2 separate regions of the Pan troglodytes genome follow, and region 2 is linked to region 1. Evidence: chromatin contacts called from public HiChIP or PLAC-seq data. All regions are on one chromosome and are shown on one strand. Each heading gives the region's core, a stretch centred on a gene start, on an enhancer-like site or on the middle of the called end of the contact. The rest is flanking DNA. Distances are from core to core; before and after follow the strand shown. Region 1 holds the start of EMP2 (epithelial membrane protein 2). Region 2 holds the start of NUBP1 (NUBP iron-sulfur cluster assembly factor 1, cytosolic).

Region 1 (2,700 bases), core at 133-2,632:
TTTCTTAACTGAAGGCCGAATTCCAGGAAGAGGTGCCCAGCAATAATGTGTCGGTTCTTAGATTTCTCTCTGATTCAGACTGGAGTGCAGAGGTGGCTAAAGGTGGCTTTTAAAATTTTTTATGATAAAATATGCATAACATCATAATCATCATTTTAACCGATGATAAGCATACAACTCAGTGGCATGAAATACCTTCACGATACTGTGTAACCATTGCCACTATGTATACCCAAAACTTCTTCATCCTCCCCAACAAAAACTCTGTCCCATTAAACAGTAACTCCCGGTTCCCAGGTACCCCCAGCCCCTGGCAACCATCATTCTACTTTCTGTCTATAAAATTTGCCTATTGTAGGTGTCTCATAAAAGTGGAATCACACTGTATTTGAACTGGAGGCTTCTTAAGTCCCTCTCCAAGCCCCTTATTTAGACACAGCTGAATTATAAGATCAAGGTGCACACACACACACACACACACACACACACCCCCTCAAAGCTTGGGAGGGGCAGTGCTCCCTTCCCCAAAACTGAAGCTGGCCTGGAGGGAGAGCTTTGCCCTGTGGTGTCTTCGGAGTCCCCATGTCCAGCCCCACATCTTCACCTAAAAGACCTCCCTGGAGCGTGCTCAGATCTCTGGATTTGGGGAGGGCGTAGAATACACACTACGAGCTGCAGCCACTCCTCCCTCTGGAACCCATGGGTGTGGTCTCGCCTCTTTAAAGCCCCCCAAGCCCTACTAGAGTTGGCAGGGAGAGAGGTGTCATCCCAGCAGCGCTTCCCGGCTCCTCCACCGTTCCTGACCCCCAAGAAGTCGCTCCTCGCCGCTCGGGGGCGCGACGGAGCAGCGGCGGGGGCCTAGAGGGGTACGCAGCCCAGGAGGACCCGCTGGCCCGGCCTGGCGCACCAGTCCTGCCCGCGAGGCGAGTCTGGGGACGTTGCCCGGGAATCCCTCACGCGACCTGGGGATCTCCCTGGACTCCGAGAGCCCCGGGTGTAAGTCCGGCGGGGCGAGGGGAGGCGCCCTGACTCCTCCCCAAACTTTTCCCGCCTGCTTCGGCTCAAAAGGCGTGGGAAGCTGTCCCGGGATGGCGAAGTGGAATTCTGGGGCCGGAGCGAGCGTGGCGCAGACCAGAGGTCGGCGGCATGGGTGGCACCTCGGCCCTCCCGTTACTGTCACCAATTCCGGGGGCTGCTCCCGGTCCAGTAAGTGGAGGGGTCGCGTCCCTGCTGCCCGGGCGTACACGATCCCGGGGCCCCCCGATGTCGCCCCGCGCCCTGGGTGCGCCCACAACTCACCCGGCGCTGGCGGCTGCGCTGGCGGCTGGATCGACGGACTGGCTGGGGGTGCGAGGCGAGGCCGCCGGGCTGTTTTGAAGCTCTGGGCTGGGACTGCGCGCCCTCCCTCCACCCTCTAGGCGGCGGGGCCCCTCCTTCCCCGATCCCGCCTCCCGGGCCGTGACGCCAGGAGCCAGGAGAGCCGAGTGGGAGGGGCCGCCGGCGAAAGGAGGGGGCCCTGGAGGGAAAGGCCGAGGCCGGGAGCGCCCTGGCGCCCCCCCACCACCGTCCCCGCCCGCCTCCCTGCGGCTCTGTGGCCAACTTTGGGGCGGAGCCGGTGGCACGGGCCCGGGGGAAAAGGGAGAAAGGGAGGCTCCTGGGAGCAAGGGGCTTCCCTTCTCTGCAGGTTTCCACATCCCTCTCGTTCTCTTTCCTCTCCTCTTCTCCCCTTTTCTTCCTCTTCGCTAAGGAGTTTTGGAATCCGGGCTCCCTGCTCTAGAACCCCTTCTGTGGCCTTTTATGAACTTCCTGAGCTCGTCCATAATCTCCCCTGTCTCAGTTTCCTCTTCTGGGAATGGGAGTGATTATAGGTCGGAAGGTGATAATACGTCCACAATGTTTGGCTCATGGTACCTGCTCCGTAGACGTCAGCCATTGTTATTTTTATCATCTCACCTGGAGTCCTGGCCTTGGTGCGAGATGCCCAGCAACCAGTCTTCAGACTCTTCCAGGACCCCCCGTTCACTCCCCCCACCCCACCAGTACACACACACACACACACACACACACACACACACTCACACAAAGCACTCCCCACAGCCTTTCAACCCACAGTCCTGGTATTTAGTGTCCCTGGAAATGACATCAAAGGAACTGCCTTTCTTTCCAGCCTCAGTTTCCCCATCTGGAAACTGGGAGGGCTGATCTGCTCTAGGGGCTCTTGGGAGGATGGGGGAGGAGACCAGAGGCGCCTGAGCCCCATCGTGTGTGTGTGGAAGGAGGGAGTGGGAGTCAGTGTATTTTTACAAATTGAAGAAATTCCAAAACAGGGTCACAACATATAACAGTATATTTTAAACTTTTAATTTAACAAGTTCATGTTACTTGCACATACCCCAGAATACAAGGCAATTGACTTGTGCTACTGACAAGAGAATGAGAAACCCTTTTAAGAAATGTTAATTTATTGTGCAATCCTGTGCTCTGGTTGGACTCCATGTTTGTATTTTCTGTTGAGCATCTTTTTTTAATCCTGCTGAGGAGCTCTGTCACGAGAGGGCCTTGTTGGCTCTAAATTAGAGATCCTTGGGGGATTTGAGATCCCCTCTAAAGGGCCACCCCCTCCCCCAGGCCTTGAGCTTCCCAAGTTGGCCTAGGGTCTGACCTGCCAAATCTCCTTTAATTCTACAGTTAACCAAGACT
Region 2 (2,920 bases), core at 364-2,863, 170 kb after region 1:
CAGGAAAGTAGTTTACTTTAAGCCTCAGTTTCCTTATCCAAAAATGGAGACAGTAGGACTATGAAAGGACATAAATTAGGTAATTCACATGAAAGCACAAAGATGACAGCTGCCAAACGGTAAGTATTCTACAAAATGCTGGCTATAATTAGTGGTAGTGACAGGCAGCTGATACACTGCTGTTTAATAAATGTTTCCGAGGCCGGGTGCGGTGGCTCATGCCTGTAATCCCAACACTTTGGGAGGCCAAGGCGGGCAGATCACGAGGTCAGGAGATCGAGACCATTCTGGCTAACATGGTGAAACCCTGTCTCTACTAAAAATACAAAAAATTAGCCGGGCGTGGTGGCCTGTAGTCCCAGCTACTCGGGTGGCTGAGGCAGGAGAATGACGTGAACCCAGAAGGTGGAGCTTGCAGTGAGCCGAGATCCCACCACTGCACTCCAGCCTGGGTGACAGGGCGAGAATCCGCCTCAAAAATAAATAAATAAATCAACAAACGTTTCCATATTCTTAGTGTCTGGGGCTAGGTAAAGTTTGTTCACTCATTAATATTCCAGGTGCCAAACCTGTGAGCAATGACACTCCAGTAGCAATGAGCATTTGTGGCATCCACATCTTGGTTTCTGAACTGTTGTCTGCTAAAAAGTAACCAAGGCTCCCTGAAGAAATGACTGCAGCAGGGAGAAGGGATGACTGAAACATCTTGTATCAGAAAAGCAAGAAAATGCTCAAAGAAGCTGGATTAGTGCCCAAAGAACACAAGAACTGTCTTGAAGGGGCTTCACTGGCCACATCTGGGGGAAAAAAAATCGACCAGAAAGAATAATAATTGATTATAAAAGACAATTTTTAAAAATCCAGGAATCCATAGTGAGTCTTCAAAAAAAAAGAAAAAAAGAGAGGGTATAAAACTGATATATATTTATCATATATATAATCTATAGTTTTATATATATATATACTAATGCTGCTAAAATCACTGAGTGAAAGGCTGATAGAGAAGAAGATGGTCCCAGAGAGTACCTGTTAATTACAAATGGAAGAAGGAAACATTAAATGGAGAAATGGGGCAGACACCACCTTTAGCAAGCGATCAAGCTTCACATTACCAAAAACGGGACAAACTGACATTATCCAAGTGTGTTCTGCAGGAAAAAAGAAAAATTAACCTTTATCTAATTACAAGGCAAGAGGGAGGGGAGGATTAGACAAATCAAGAATATGGGATATTCTATTAGACAACTGGTCTGGACCCGTCAAAATTATCAAGGTGATGAGACTCCCCCTAAAAAAAGAAGGACTGATCTGAATTAAAGGAGACCGAAGAGAAATAACTCCAGGCAGTGAGTGAATCCAGCAGGGGAGAGGGTCTAACAACTGAAATTGAAATATAAACTGTCTATTGGCTAATACTGCATTGGCTAGTACTGCATCGATATTAAATCTCTTGGGTATGAAAATGGCACTGAGGTCATGAAGAATGCCTTTGTTCTTAGGAGATGCACTGCAGAAGTATTTATGATAGGAAATCTCTGAAAAGGAACAGACGTGAGTCCCAGTCTTTCGGCCCAAGGTTCGCGCGTGCGCACAGCCCCCTCTTTCCGAGACTTATTTCGCGCGGCCGGAGAATCAGATTGTGCCCACAAGGCGGAAATGTACGACAGCGGGTTCCGGTGACCACGAAGGCGGCAAAGGCGACGGAATGGAGGAGGTGCCTCACGGTGAGCTCGCGGAGGGGGCGTGGGTCGCGGGGCGAAAGTGTCGCGAGCTGCTCTAACTGTGGTCTTGTCTCTGCGCAGACTGTCCAGGGGCCGACAGCGCCCAGGCGGGCAGAGGGGCTTCATGTCAGGGATGCCCCAACCAGCGGCTGTGCGCTTCTGGAGCGGGGGCCACTCCGGACCCGGGTGAGAAAAGGGCAAGGCCTCAACGGGAACTTAGAGGCGCAGGCCCGGAAAAGGCGGGGCGTGGGAGGGAGGGGGCGGGATCTGCAGAATGACTGACAGGGGCGGGCTAGAAGGTATTGTATTCGGAGAGGGGTGGGGCCCAGAAGGGGCGGGGCGTGGAAAGTGGGCAGGGTGACGGCGGAGCTTGGAATGACTGACAGGAACGAGGCCTTTAGAAGGCGAGCGCGAAGGACCTGGCGCGGATGGAGGGTGGAGACTGACCGGCGCGGAGTCGAAAGGGACATTAATTAAGAGGGTCGGGGGCAGAGGTTTGAGTGACAATAACCGACCGCAGAGAAAAACGGGATAAGCTTCGAAGTCGGGGAGTCTTCGGACTTACATCCTGGCTCTGCCAGCTACTTTCTTGACACAATTTTCTTCCTTTTGAGGAGTGATTCTCCCGCTCATTCAGCAGAAATGTGTTGATCGCCTCGTAGGTTTGGTGCTGTCCTGGGGACACAGCTGGGGATCAGGCGTGGTCACTGCTCTAGTGGAGTTTAGCTTTACAGGGGAAACAAACACGTGAGCTAGCAACTAAACCACCGCAGCTTTAAGTGCTGTGAAGCACAGATTCCAGGATGAGAGGACCCAGGGAGCCTGCTCAGAAGGACCTTAAAAAGCAGGAGGCAGGAGGACAATATTTTTTTTCTTTTTTCCCCCCTCTTTTTTTTTAGACAGAGTCTTGCCGTGTAGCCCAGACCGGAGTGCAGTGGTGTGATCTCGGCTCACTGCAACTTTCACCTCTCAGGTTCAAGCGATTCTCGTGCCTCAGTCTCCCGAGTACCTGGGACTACAGGCGCCTGCCACCACGGCTGGCTAATTTTTATATTTTTAGTAGAACCAGAGTTTCACCATGTTGACCAGGTTGGTCTCGAACTCCTGACCTCAAGTGATGCATCTGCCTGGGCCTCCCAAAGTGCTGGGATTACAGGCGTGAGCCACTGCACCTGGCCAAGGGGGAGAATCTTGAAGGA

The links. HiChIP or PLAC-seq counts read pairs in DNA pulled down with a chosen protein or histone mark.
Region 2: an H3K4me3 HiChIP or PLAC-seq map of stem cell-derived excitatory neurons shows a contact between it and region 1, with 3 times the contacts expected there. The contact joins the promoter of NUBP1 here to the promoter of EMP2 in region 1. A contact is called at or near these places in 1 of 7 Hi-C or Micro-C datasets (stem cell-derived neural progenitor cells) and 1 of 1 datasets of contacts at active chromatin or transcription factors (stem cell-derived excitatory neurons).

The regions. Positions count from the first base shown.
Region 1 is chr18:13,222,545-13,225,244 of NHGRI_mPanTro3-v2.0_pri, forward strand. It overlaps EMP2 (epithelial membrane protein 2), which reads right to left and starts at 1,383. Exons shown (of 6, transcript NM_001105239.1): 1 at 1,300-1,383.
Region 2 is chr18:13,387,435-13,390,354 of NHGRI_mPanTro3-v2.0_pri, forward strand. It overlaps NUBP1 (NUBP iron-sulfur cluster assembly factor 1, cytosolic), which reads left to right and starts at 1,614. Exons shown (of 11, transcript XM_016929394.3): 1 at 1,614-1,724; 2 at 1,803-1,907. The coding sequence starts at 1,706.